Linked DNA regions of Rattus norvegicus: region 1 is linked to region 2. A link is a contact called in public Hi-C data. All regions are on one chromosome and are shown on one strand. Each heading gives the region's core, a stretch centred on a gene start, on an enhancer-like site or on the middle of the called end of the contact. The rest is flanking DNA. Distances are from core to core; before and after follow the strand shown. Region 1 holds the start of Mrpl17 (mitochondrial ribosomal protein L17). Region 2 holds the start of Smpd1 (sphingomyelin phosphodiesterase 1).

Evidence for each region. Hi-C and Micro-C count contacts between places; a contact is called where the count stands out from the background.
Region 1: a Hi-C map of Schwann cells shows a contact between it and region 2, with 5 times the contacts expected there. The contact joins the promoter of Mrpl17 here to the promoter of Smpd1 in region 2. A contact is called at or near these places in 5 of 12 Hi-C or Micro-C datasets (the A7r5 cell line, Schwann cells, frontal cortex and 2 more).

The regions. Positions count from the first base shown.
Region 1 is chr1:169,573,321-169,580,577 of GRCr8, reverse strand. Mrpl17 (mitochondrial ribosomal protein L17) reads left to right here and starts at 4,879. Exons shown (of 4, transcript NM_001313842.1): 1 at 4,879-5,139; 2 at 5,403-5,471; 3 at 5,720-6,028; 4 at 6,210-6,568. The coding sequence starts at 4,966. The coding sequence ends at 6,007.
Region 2 is chr1:169,299,151-169,306,569 of GRCr8, reverse strand. Smpd1 (sphingomyelin phosphodiesterase 1) reads right to left here and starts at 1,798. Exons shown (of 6, transcript NM_001006997.1): 1 at 1,401-1,798; 2 at 246-1,018. The coding sequence starts at 1,706.

The DNA.
Region 1 (7,257 bases), core at 3,630-6,129, 270 kb before region 2:
AGCATTGTTAAGCTCAACTTGTGATAGTGCTGCCAATGAGAGAAACTCGCCCAGGAATTGCTTGCCAGTTTCCTGCAGCAGCTTGCAGCTTCTGTGGCCTCCACTCAGGCCAGTTTGGTGAGCCTGGTGGTTTCTTTAGGATTGAACTACAGCTGTGTCTTGGTCAGGGTTTCTATTCCTGCACAAAACATCATGACCAAGAAGCAAGTTAGGGGAGGAAAGGGTTTATTCAGCTTACACATTCACATTGCTGTTCATCACCAAAGGAAGTCAGGACTGGAACTCACACAGGGCAGGAAACAGGAGGTGATGCAGAGATCATGGAGAGATGTTTCTTACTGGCTTGCTTCCCCTGGCTTGCTCAGCTTGCTCTCTTATAGAACCCAGGGATGGTACCACCCACAAGGGGCCGTTCCACCTTGATCACTAATTGAGATATTGCCTTACAGCTGGATCTTATGAAGGCATTTTCTCAAGGGAGGCTCCTTTCTCCATGATAACTCCAGCTTGTGTCAAGTTGACACACAAAACCAGCCAGTCGAAGCTGCCTGGTGTCTGCTTGCTGAAAGAACTGGACTGTAGCTGCTAATTCATGCCTAGTGTCTGCCTGCCTAGACGACTGGTCTGCAGCTGCTGAGTTGTATTTGCTGTTTGCTACAGGAAGGAACTAATGCCAAAGAAGATCAAGCTCTCCATCAAAGAACTATTGCTGAACAGGTCCACTTCCCCATATCCTAATAACTTTTCACTTCCACTACTCTGTTGGATGGTGGGCCAGAAGAAAGTAGCAAAAAATTTATGCCAACATCTGTCTCTGACTGCAGAGTGTGGGGAATCAACGGTGTGCACCATAATGCCTGGCACGTGTTTTTTTTTTTAATCTGTTTGTCAGATTTACAACTTATATACATTGCTTCTCTACCACTGAAATATGTATATAAATCAAAATATACACAACAATTAGCTTTTTGGCTTGGTTATCTCAATTTTGGTAGCATAAACAGAGCAAAATAAAGTATTTTAAATGTTGTGATAATTTGTTTACAAGTTTGTGATAATTATTAAAATAGAAGGTAAATTTGTCATTGAAAATACATATGGACAGGCTGATTTTTTAAGTATATATCTTTATTTTTATTTTATTATTTATTTTAAGTATTTTTAACTTATCCCTAGTAGAATTTAAATCCAAAAATAAAATAAATCCAGGTTCAATAGAAAGTAATAGCAAAAATAAAAAAAGTTGGTGAGCCACTGAGTAGCACAGTTTTAAAAGTGTACTTAATGAAAGCATTACATACAGTAGAATTTCATTCAGTTGAAATAATTTTTCTTTACTTTTTATCAAGCTGGCTCTAAATAGCCCTCAGTATCCAGATTGGTCACCACTCCCTCATAGAAGCCGTGCCCAGGCCTACTAAACTAGGTTAAGTTCCCCTTCTTACTGTCCCTCTCTATGCAAGTCAAAGGGCTTCCACCTGTTTATCAGCTGTTTAGCCACTAGATCCACAGACAAAAAGGCAGTTGCCCAGTGAATCCCCAACAGCACACTGCAAGTTCTTATGCACATTTACTGAGTAAATGAAAGACACTGTGGGTGGGGTAGATCCACACACTTGAGTACTGCTAACCTATGCTACAATTTAAATGTAGTTCTTCTCTTCCAAAAAAAGTATTTCTTTTTACTTGTTTTCACAGAGATCTTCCTCAATTCTGTGTCTGCACAATAATACAGTCACTTCTAACATGAAGGCCACAGAACCAAAAGGGTCAATGAATAAAATTCAGTAAGTTCATGAACTTGGATAAAAGGAAAATAGCTTTGTTTTTATTGAAATTGAATTGTAGATGAAATTTAATTTTTTTCTTCAATTTCTACGTGGGTCACAAACTGCAATAATGTTACTAACAATTATACTTTGCCAGCCTACATCAGTAATTTTCCTATCAGTTACCAGTTATAAATACCTCAAAATATCATTTACATTCACCACTACTTTAATTATGCAACCCTCCACTAGATCTTTTTATTTCATATGTTGGCAAAATAGTACATATTATCACAGTCACCAATTTGGAGAACTTGAAAATATCTTAATAACAATATAATTTGTTTCCTTTCTGATGCCTTATATTTTACTTTAATTCATATACCTAAAAATATTATTCTCCAGAGAACAGCATTTATATTCATCAAAAGGTACAAAAAGTGTTTGAACAGGATAATCAGTCATCATTCCTTAGGCAAAGTCGTTCTGACTGCAATCCCAGTACTCTGTAGGCTGAGATAGGAGAATTGACAATTCAAATGCTTGAGTTTGAAACCAATGTACATTCCACAGTGAACCCTAGGGGCAGCCTAGGTTACAGAGCAAGACCCTGTCTCAAAACAAACAAAACCAAAATGTATTGTCTTTTCTGACATGTCTATTATCCAATTTTGGATACAGTGAGGTATCTCATAAAGTAAAGGCACTTGCCATACAAGCCTGAAAACCCCAAATCTCTGGGTGGTAGAAAAGAACAGAGTCTGGAAATTTGTCCTCCAATATCCACATGCACACCATGCACATGGGAATCTGCATTCAAACATAACACATACACACACACACACACACACACACACACACACACACACACACACTTCATTTTAAAAGGTGTTCTGACTCAAGGATTTGTACAGTAGGTCAATGGGATAAGGAAAAATCCAACTTCCAGGGGTGAAGAAATATATCCACCAGTGTGAAAGAAGGGATCAACGCAAAAGCAAATCAACAGTGTAGTCAATGACATTCCCGAATTCAAGCTAGATTGGGGGAGGGGATTGGGATTTAAGAGATCTTGTTAATGATTTAGTCCCAGTAATGAATTACTGCATAGACTCACAATGAATGAAATACTTGATAGTGAAGCATGGTGAAAACTAGCTAACAACAAGCCTAGCTAAAATGAAAGATGAAAGGGTAACTTTTCTAAGTAAAAGTAGAATGATCAAGGGACAACTTTAAAAAAAAAATAACAATGATCATGTGTTTTTAAAAAAAACTATAAGACTTAAAAAAAAAAAACATAGTGCTGGCTTGATGGTGGAGGAAAGAGGAAAGACAGCCAAATGCATGAATCAGTTCCTCTCTGACCTCGAAGGACTTTATAATTTTGGCAACCGGCAGTTCACCTCACTAATAATACAAGGAAATGAAGAGGGCAGGGACAGAACACCATGAAGAATGTAAGCCAGCTCGGAAACAGCTTGTCACTATTTCCAGAGTGAAACACCATCTGAAGGGTTATGTTGATTCCATCAAACTAGGGGTCCTTCTTTAGCCCTGAGCCACCTCAACTTCTTCATATTGCACATGATCATAAACTTATTTTTCTAAAATGAAACAATTTTAAAATTTACTCATTTTCCACTTGAAATGTGCTTTTATCTGCTGCTTTCCTCAATATTCTAGTCACTCAGCTATAGCAAATTCATTTTAAATAAGTCTTAATATGATCATCATTTTGTTAGATATTACAGCTAGATTATATTTTCACCCAATTCCTCCCAGAAAACTGTTTTCAATGAGCAGTAAAGAGCTCATGCTGAGCAATGGAAGAGAACACACACACACACACACACACAGAGAGAGAGAGAGAGAGAGAGAGAGAGAGAGAGAGAATTTTTTAAGTAAAAGTATTCATCTCCCAGAGGCCTAGAGAAGAATCAAATAGTTCTGCCAAAAACAAACAAACCAATTAATTAATTAATTCAATGATATGGTTCCTAGTAATATTCTGCTTTGTTCATAGACTGGTGCCTAATTCAGTGGTCATCAGAGTGGCTGCCTCTGGCAGCTGATGGGAGATGTAGAGGCCCACTGACAAAACATTAAGTGGAGAAAGAGCCTAGGTTAGAGACCTCCATTAGTTCCCTCCCCTTGGAGTTCCAGAAACCCCGCAGAAGATGGGGAGGAAGAATTGTGGGAGCCACGGGGGATCAAACACCAGAGAGCACAGCCTGTAGAATCAGCTAAGCAGGGCTCATGGGGCCTCACAGAGACTGAAGGGGCAATCGTGGAACCTTCAAGGTTCTGCGCTAGGGTCTCTGCAAATATGTTATAGTTTGTTGGTTTGATGTTTTAGAAGGGATTCCTGACAGTGAGAGATGGGGTGTCTCTGACTCTTTCTGGACCCTTTCCTCCTAGTGAGTTTCCTTGATCACAATTGAAGTGAAGGTTTGTGCCTGGTCTTATTCTATCTTTTTGTGCTTTGTTTGGTTGATGTCCCTGGGAAGCTTGCTCTTTCCTAGGGGAAGTAGGGGAAGAAAGGGGAGGAGGAGCTGGGAGGAGAAGCTATGGTCAGGGTGTATTGCATATTAGAAGAATACATTTTTCAAAAATGTCAAGTATTTGTCCATTACTTTAGCTTTTAGTGCTCACTTTTTATTAATGTCAATAAAAGAATGTAATACCTGAAGCTTTCCTGGACATAATCGATCTCACTAGCACTAATGAAAACTAGGTTTAAACTAACGTCGTCAGGAAGCCAGGCAAGACTACAACTCCTCAGGCTAGAGGCCACATTCCACCATGGCCCCACCCCTCAGGCGCAGTTCGCCTCAGATACTCACTTTCCCAGCATGCTCCGCCTGGCAGGCGACTCAGCCGAGAACGCCCCAGGTCGTTGAGGCAGTGCAGGAGAAACCCGGCAGGGGGCGCCGAGATCCCTAGCTCGCTACTTAGCACCCGCAGACCTTGAGGCCCGCCCAGCTCGCCGCTCCAGAAACGTCAACACGTCGGGCCACCCACCCTCAGACTGCCAGCTAGGCAGGCTCTGATGCGCATGCGCAAGCACCCCTGCCACGCGCCGAGCTACTGCGCATGCGTCCTCTGGAAAGTGACTCCGCCCTGCACCCCCGCAACACACACCGTGCTTAGTTTCCTTTTCCGGGCCCCGGAGAGGTGGGGCCAAGGTGGGAGCATGAGGTTGTCTTTAGCTGCCGCTATCTCCCACGGCCGCGTCTACCGCCGCCTGGGCCTCGGTCCCGAGTCCCGGATCCACCTTCTACGGAACTTGCTCACAGGCCTAGTTCGCCACGAACGCATCGAGGCGACATGGGCACGCGTGGACGAGATGAGGGGCTACGCGGAGAAGGTAAGAGCCAAGTCATTCATGGCTGGGCCCAGCCTCAGACCACTGCGCTTGTCCTGTGTCGGGAGTAGGTAGCGAATTCCCTGTGGCACTCAGCTGAGCACGTCACTCCCGCGCTTTAAATGGAAGGCTGGTTGGGCTGAGGAGGAAGGAGCGCCCTGAATTAGCTTAGCTGGTGGGATGACTGGATGAAGGTGAGACATTAGAAGAGTAAGGTGGGTGCCTTACTCTTGCTCGTGTTGTATCCGTGTGTTTTGTCCTCACAGCTCATCGACTATGGAAAGCTGGGAGACACCAACGAACGAGCCATGCGTATGGCTGACTTCTGGCTCACTGTGAGTGCTTCCTGCCTTCTAGTGGGGAAGGAATCCTTAGAAAACCGGGTACTTGGCAGATTTAAGCCAGGGCATTCGCTTATGTACCAGAGTTACGAACTACCTTAGACACGTGTTTCTCTTATTTGAACTGGAAGAGATGCACATCTGTATAACTTCCTATAAGTGGTTCTATGTAACTTGGTAACTGATTGGTGGTGGGGAAAGCCGTTGTGACTATTTTCTTCTGATTAACTCTCCCCATCTAGGAGAAGGACTTGATCCCAAAGCTGTTTAAAGTGCTAGCGCCTCGGTTCCAAGGTCAGAATGGCAACTACACAAGAATGCTACAGATCCCGAATCGAAAGGAACAAGATCGGGCCAAGATGGCAGTGATAGAATATAAGGGGAACTGCCTCCCTCCCCTGCCTCTGCCTCACAGAGATAGCAACCTTACTCTCCTAAACCAGCTACTCCTGGGACTGCAGCAGGACCTGCACCATAACCAGAAAGCAAGCCTCCACAGCTCCCATACAGTTCAAACACCAAAGACTTAACTGGAGCTGGAGAGTGCATAGGTGTGGTACCTGTGTTGGTGGGTCTTGGAGCTCTTGTAGTGTGTGAGACCTTGAAGTGGCATTGTGGAGCCCCCTCATAATGAGGCCCAGACCTCCCTGCTGACTAGAATTGATCCTCTTTGCACAGTAGATAAAATCCTTGATATGAATATAAGACACTGACTTTCTTTTCCTTCCCTAGGATTTCTGGAACATAAGGAACATGCAGATGCTCAGCCTCCTACGACAGTAAATCCACTGCTTTACCTTTCTGAGTCTTAGGTCCAGTTTTGCTTTGCTTTTTGGTGGGGAGAGGGTCTTGCTGTGTAATCCAGGTTGCATCTACCATGCAGCAGTCCTCCTGTCCCTTTTGCCCAAGTGCTGGGCTTGAAGGTGTTCACCACCACACAGTGCCAGTTTGCTTATGTTTTGTTTATATTTTTCTGAGACAGAGTTTCTTTGGCTGTCCTGGAACTCTCTTTGTAGACCATGCTGGACTTGAACTAAGAAATCCACATGCATTTGCCTCCTGAGTACTGGGATTAAAGGCATGGGACACCACTTCCTGGCTCAGTTTGCTTATTTTAACACTTATTTATATGGGCCCTGTATTGATTGATTCCAAATTATCTTCCTATGGTGCTTGTGGTCCAGCCTAGAGACTCACCATAGGGATTTCTTTTTTGTTTGTTTTTTATAAGTTACACATGAGAATCTATTTACCAATCCTATGAGAATGGGTTTCATCTTGGCATTTTCATATATGTCTCTCTACCAGTTGTCTTTTGATCATGTTCACCAACACACACACGCACCCCATTGTCCTGTCTATTTCATTTAGCCCCCCCTTCCACTTCATGTCTTTTTGTGAGTGTGATTGTATCCTGGTGAGTTTCATTAGTCCTACTTACAGGAGCGTGTGTGTCTTATCAATGGCTATATCCTCCCTTAGCAACAGTTAACTATCGATCCAGAAGGGAGGGTGTGGCCATCTGCCCTTCTAACCCCCTGACAAGATTTTGACAGGTTACTGTGAGAGCAAGCATTCAGTCCCAAGAGATTGCTTCCTGATAACTAGCTGTGTGAACCTCTGTACAGGAATCTTCAAATAACGAAGTACTCCTAAACATGAGAATTGTTTCTAGGCAAGGTCACATGTTGCATTTGTGTTTCACTCGAGGTCTGGATGGGTTTTGAATGTGGACTCAAATAGATGTTTCACCACCCTGATCATAGATCGGGCTTTGGCA
Region 2 (7,419 bases), core at 549-3,048:
CCAGGCCAAGTTGAGAAAAATGGGAGATATTAAAGAGGGAGGGAGAATTCATTTTACAAAGAGCTACTGTAGGCAAAGACACAAGCTGGGGTGTGGGGATGTGGTACTGTTAGCTCTGAAAAGAGGCTGGAGATAAGAAAAGGGAAGGCAGGGTCATGTTAGGGAAGGCAGTAGAGAGTGCTGCTGGCTTGAGCAGTCTGCCCAGTTCCCTTCTTTCTCCCTGGGTTTCCATGGACAGCAAGTACCTGAGGGTGTGAAGGGCGTCAGCTGGTAACCAGGGTTCCCATGCCTTGGCCATGGCTTCATAAAGCCATTGTGAAGACTGGTTTCCCTTTATGAAGGGGGGAGGGAAGCCATTGACAGGAGTACTCTCATGGTTGCCCACAGCAGGGTACACCGGTACAGGGCCCAAGAACTTCCACACGAGGTCTGTGATGGTGTTCAGGGCCCTTAGCTGATCTTGTCGAGACTGTTGCCAGACATCATGGGCAGGGATGTCTCCTGTCCAGTACACCATTTCAAAAGGGCCGGCGGGGCCCAGCCCTTTCAACAGGCTCTCTAGCGTTCGCAGGGGCAGGTCACACTTGCTGTACTCTCCCCAGTACCCAGCCCCTGTCCGTGAGTTGGGCGGCCATCCAGACCCCCTGCGGCAGCAGAGGGGATCTGCACAGTTAGGGTCTGTGCCCTCCAGGTAGTCATGGTCCCAGTGAAGGTCAGTAAGGAAGAGGACACGGCTGACAGGGGCACCTGGGGCTGGTGGGCTCGGTGGCTTTGGGGGTGGCTTCGGCACTGATGGCAAAGAGATGTTCCAAGTTGAAAAGATGTCCCAGTGCCCACAAGAGGAGCCCAGAAGCAAGCCACAAGCTTCTGAAGGGCTCAGAACTGAGCGTGTCCACACGTCCACCACATCGTCCTCAAAGAGATGAACAGCTGACTGGCACACATTTAGTGGCGCTATGTTCAGCATCTTGCACATCTTGATGGCCACAGAGCCTACTCGTGCCACATTGGGCTCCTTCTGTGGAGGAAGGAACCAATGATGAGAGGTCAGAGACAGTACAAGTGACCCCTCGCCACCACTCCACAGGCTTCCATGTCTAAATCAGGGCTAGGGTGAACTCTGTCACCATGATAAAGGGACATCAGTGTCTCCCACTTACTGCCCGGCAGCTCAGCACCAGGCCTCTACCTACCTACTCTAGCTCAGGGTGTGCTCTCATTTCAAGCCCATGACTAGCCAGCTGACTTTACTCTCCCTACTTTACAAAGGTCACAGTGGGGTGGTGGTAACATGGAGGCATAGGAAGCACCCTCCACCAGGAATAATATATTGGCCCCAGAGCCTATCGGTGCCCCTCCCCCTGCCCGGAGCATTCCACCACAGCCCTTCAAGCACTCACCTTCAGCCCATAGTTGAGAGCAGTAAATAAGACTTTGCAGGCGGGGCAGGTGAGGTTCCTCCACCCAAAGGCATTCTGGAGCTGCGGCGCTACCGCACTGAATTTGACAGAATGGCCTTGGGAGGGAAGAGGATAAGCTCTGGCAGGAACCCAGAGAACCGTGGAGTCAAACAGAGCCAGGACCAGAGCCAAGCCCAGCCCCATCCAAAGGAGTCCCAATTTGGGTGCCGGTAAGGACCTCTCCAGTCTCTGCTCCCAGCCGGCTCTGAGATGGCCCTGGCCGGATGACGCTCCGTGGTGGGGCATTGCCAAGCTCGTAGACAGGACTGGATCGCCCCTCCAGGCCCCGCAGGCCGAGGCCCTGGCTGGCCCTCGGGGCCCCAGTAGCTCTGGAGACACCAGATTACCCTTCGTTGCGGTTGACTGATGGCTCAGCAGCCAGCCACAAAACAGCTCCTCCCCTTCCTGTTCCTCTTATGCCCCAGCAACCTTGGGGGAGTGCTGTCAAAGCCTTGGGGGCGGAGCAAAAGGGGACCCGCGGGCCCTCCCTCCTCGGTCCTCTTATGCCACAGCCTGTCACTGCAGGCGGTCCTAGGACCCGTGAGGTTGGATGGTAGTTGGGGTAGGTAAGTGCCCTCCATAGAGACGAGCGTCGCCACCTTGAGCCATTGCTGTGTGAGGCTGCCAGCCGCGGCCTGATGCTTTGTGGCCAGAACTGGTGGAAGCCCTTTAGGGAACTCCCAGGTGCCTCCTCGCCCCTCGCCCCCGCCCCCAGCACCCTCCACCTGCCTTTTCAAACTTTCAGATTCCTAGAATAGATGCCCGGCTCAGCTGGCCTTTTAACTCGGGAGGCTAAAGAGAGAGGGCTGGGGTAGCGATCCTATCCCTGCATTGAGTGGATTGACCTGCCATGGAGGTCCCTCTCGTCGGTTTCCTATGCTCTGCCACCATTACAGCACTTGATGTTTTGTTAATGTTACTTTTTTTTAATTTAAAAATTTGCATTATCATTTATTTATGTGTATGGACATTTTGTATGTGCGTGCACCATGCACTCTGGAGGCCAGAAGAGGCCGTAGGAGCCACCTGGACTGGAGTTAGAGATGTATTGAGGTCATCACTCAGGTGATGGGAGCTGGACCCAGGTCCTCCAGAAGAGCAACACTGTTAGGTGTGGGGCCTGCCAGAGGTCTTCATATCCTTAAAAAGAAAACGACCTCTTCTCTCCTAGGAGCTATCTAGTGCCAATAGTTCCTTAGCTGGGAGTGGGCCTCTGGAATTTTGTCTAGCTTGAACATCCTGTGTAAGCTGTCACAATCAAGGTGATTTCACCGCATGCAACTTCCCTGTTGTGTCCAGAAAACAGTTTCCTTTAGTCATCTGCTGCCTCTGGCTCTTCTAGTCTTTCGGTAGTCCCTCTCTCAGTCACTTAACCTTGTAGGAGAGGTGTGATATAGACCCTATTTGGTGAAGATCACTTAGAAGTCTTTTGTTCTCTGTTGATCAGTTGTAGGGGTCTGTGTTAACTCTCACCTGCTTCAAGAGGCTTCACCGATGAGGGCGGAGAAGCGCTCTAATCTACAGCTACAGAAATAAGACACTGAAGTCATTTAAATGCTGTGCCTATGTAGCAGAATAAAAGTAGTAGGTTCTCCCTGTCCCCCACCCGTGGGGGGTTATGAACTATCTAGCCACAAGTCCTTGCTCTGATAATGGTGCCAGGTACAGGTTCCATCTTGTCTCCCGGAGGTCTTAAATCCAACCAATAGCAGTCACTTAAGTGTTTTTAATCCTATTTTATTTTATTTGTTTTGTTTTTGAGACAGGATCTCACTATGTCTTGCCCCAGCATCCACAGTGCTGGCTGACTTTACAAGTAGGAGCCAACCAACTTTCTCCTAGCATAGCTTTAACTGAGAACCTGATTCAGAATTCTCTGGATAGAAGGGGCTTTTGGCTCACATGAAGATGCTATTTCCTCCTTTTTAATAGAGAAACTATTACTCCTGAAATCCCAGTGCCTGGGAGGTAGAAATAAGAGGATCATGCATTCAAGGCCACCCTTAGCTTCAAAGTATATTTGGGAAGTTCGAGTCTACTCTGGACTGCTGTGAAACCATGTCTCAAACAATTAAAAGGAAGAATTATATCCACAGTGCAAAAAGCTCAATTTATCAAATTCTGCAAATGTGCTAAGCCCTAATCCAGGCACACAATCCACAGATAGCTATAATACTGCTATTCTTGAACTGGTGGGGTGGCACATGCCTGTAATCATAACACTGGAGAGGTGGACACAGGAGAAACAGGAGTTCAAGGTCATCCTATGACCTTGTACTCCTATGTACACGAGTTCTAGACCAGTCTCAGCTGCATGAGACCCTGCCTCCATACAAAACAACATAAAACTATTGCTATTCCCATTCTGCAGATAGGAAAACTAAGACAAAGGCAATAGCAGTGAGTCACCTAATCTGTTTGATTCCTACAGAAATCCCACATTCCAAGCTATGAATCCCCACTAGTAGTTTTCTTAGAGAATTTCTTTCAGGGAGCACCTCCCCTATCCCACTCCATCCCCCACCCCTACCTGGTAGACTTCATTTCAGACAATCATGATAATTACCAAACAAGTTCCAAGATTATGTGCTGGGCTTTCTTGAGAACTCCAAGTAAACTCAATCCTTACAACAAATTTAGGCGTTGGGTACTATTTTCCTGCCATGTTTCCCAGAATCCTCTTAGAGACCAAAGTTCAAGAAGTCTTAAGTCCCTTTTGTAGAATGGAGTAGTGCTGCATATGTGTGTAAGCCATACATGTCTATATACTTTAAATCCTTTCTAGTCTGTTTATTCCTAGTAGTAATAATAGTTGTTACATAGTAGTGTTAACAAGGAAAAAGTCTGTACCCGTTTAGTATAGGCACTCCCCACCCCCCATGACATTTCTGATCTGTGACTGTTTGCATCTTCAAATTAAAAATAAAAACCCTAGATTTATTTATTTTATGTATATGTGTATTTTGCCTTCCTGTATGTATGGGCACCATGAGAACGCCTGGTACTTCCAGAAGTCAGAAGAAAATGACAGATTTCCTGAAACTGGAGTTGCCAATGGTTGTTAGGCACTGTGTGAGTGCCTGTAGTCAAACCAGAGTCCTCTGCAAAAGCAACAAATGCTCTAAATGGCTGGGCCGTCTCTCCAGCCCCAAATCCTCCGACTTAACCCTTACACCCACACTCTCAGTAACCCATAATGAATATACAGCGTGTCTCACACTGGAGATGTTTCAGTGATGCTGAAAGAGCTGTGCGGGGCTTTTAGTGGCTGGACGAAATCGACCCTTTCGAGAAGTGAGGACCACCCTGAAGTATACTTCCTAGGGCCTGGGAGGGAGGCGGTACGTCTACACAAGGGAGACTGACAGTAAACTTAACCACAAATTCTTTTTCCAGAGAAGCTTTATGGTTCTGAAGAGGTCATCAAAACCACTGCCACAGATGTGAAGATAACATATTTTATCACACCTTTGTTTCCTTTCTTTTTATCTATTTTTTCTATCTATTTCTTTCCCCTCTCCCACCCCCAAATCAGGGTCTCACGGTGTAGCTCTAGCTGTCCTGGAACTCACTCACTCTGTAGACCAGGCTGGTCTCTAATTGACAGAGATCCGCCTGCCACTGCCTCCCACGCATTGGGCTTAAAGTCATGACCGCCACCAGAAGGGCTTGTGTCTGTTTTGGAGGGCACTGTCTAGCTATCATCTCTTGCTGTCTATGAGGCCAGCTGAGCAGTGGCACTTCCTTAGGTCAGCCTTGGCCTGTTCAGAAGAAGCCTTGTGATCTCCTGGGGCCTCCTGGTTCTTCCTTCACCTTATGCTTCTCATTGCTTTAGTAAACCATGTGACCTCCGAGAGTCCACGGAACAGTCACTTGGTGGGGACTCTGGCTTTATACACATCTTAATGTCCACTTTGTGAAAGCCTAAAGTCATTTCTGTCAATGAAAGCATTTCTACCTCACTGAGACCACCGTTTTATAATTTTTCTGTCAATGAATTATTTTCATCTTTCTGTATTTTCCCCTCGGACTGTTGATAGGATTGAGCAACAGCCAATTCTCTTATCCTTATAATTAGCATTTCGCTCTCTCATTTTCCAGAAGACTGATTCACAGGCCAGATGGTGTGGTTCATGCTTGTAATCTCAGAGAAGGTGAGGCAAGAGGATTGCTGTGGGTTCAAGGTCAGCATGAACCCGACAGGAAATGCCAGGGCAGCCTGGATTGCAGAATTTGACCTTGTCTCAACAAAAGCAACTAGAAACCTCCAGTTTACTAAGACAGCAAATACATTCTTTTGTACTGTCAAGACCTCCCATTTTGTCAGGAACTTCCTTCCCTGAGTTCTGCTTAGCTAGTGATGATATTGTCTTTGTTAGCAGCTGGGGGGTGAGTGACCCACACCCTTCACCCCCATGTCATTCCAGCACCTGGTTTTACAGAGCACTCCTAGCACTGACACTTGGAGATCAGGTTTCTCAGGACCACAAGCTAGTGCTGAACACACAGGAGGGATATTATGGGTTGCATCCAGAATCCGCATCTGAGAAGGAAGAAAGAGAAGAGAATTGGGCAGAATAGAGTCTCTACAGAGGCCTATAGCAAATTCTAAAGAGAAAAATAAGGATGCCAAAACTTCATTCTCCCTTAAATAGGTAGGTCAGTCCTACCATGTGTGCTGCCTCTGGGAAGGATGTGGCCACAGACGAGGTGATTCTTCAGAGGCCAAAGGTCAAGGTCCATAGAGTAGCAGAGAGAAATCTGGGCTGCACACAGTGCCCACCACACCCTCCTTCTCAGTGTCTGTCTTGGGAGAGGGTTCCATTATAAACAAAATCTATGTCATTATGAGCAAGGCTGGTAGTGAGAGTGGCTGAGAACTACTTTATTCTTTAACATGTTAGGACCTAGAGAACCTTTTGTGGAATTGTCTAGGCTACTAAACAGAGAGTATCACTTGGGGACGTATTGTTAAATAAAGACTTAATTAAGACTTGAAGGCTGGATCAGATGGCTCAGAGGTTAAGGGCTTGGATTACTTTTCCAGAGGACCAAGTTCTAGTCCAGTACCCACATGGCTGCTCACAACCATCCACAACTTCAGTTAATCCCACGGAATTCTAAATTCTTTTCTGACCTCCTCATGCATGCATGTGCTATACATAACATACATACACACATCATACGCACACATATATACATATATACATCATATATATATATCATACATATATCACACATCATACATCATACATACATCCTGGGAAACATCAATACACATAAAATAAAAATAAATCTTTAAAATAAAAGATCTAAGGCTTATATAGTTCCTGCCAACACAGGAATTAGTTGTCAAGTTCTGGGAGTCTGGGAGCGGTTGGCCAGTATGGGCTGCCTGAATGGGGCTGAAAACCTTCAAGTTACATTTGGGTAATTTGTCTTGGTCTTATTTATTAAAGATAAGGTCTCGAGTTTCACGTTGCTCAGGCTGGCTTCTTAGCTAGGTATCTTGGGTGAACCTGCACTCACAGTCCTCCCGCCTGCGGTTCCCGGGTGCTGGATTGCAGGAGTTCGCCTGCAGGGTGCTGGGTTTTCAGCTTGGTTTTGGTGCATGATAGCTGAGCACTCCACCTTCTGGGCTAATCCTTAACCTGGGATAATTTACTTGAGCTCTGTGTAGCTCCTGGGTTCTCTATATCAGAAGACCTGCGTAAATTCTGCATAGGGCCAATCAGCTCTTCAACTACCTATGAAACTACAAATTAAATCCTAAACGCCAAAAAAAACCTGAGCAGCCTAGAGTTTGGGTGGGAAAAGGTCTCCCTCCTGTGGAATTTTGAGGGAATACTAGTGGACTAAATGTGCATTAGAAGCAAGCAATTCCAACACCCTGAATGTAGACTCCCCTCTAGTAGTGCTAAAGGGGAGCTTTAGATTCAGGCCTCCTGGGTTTAAATCC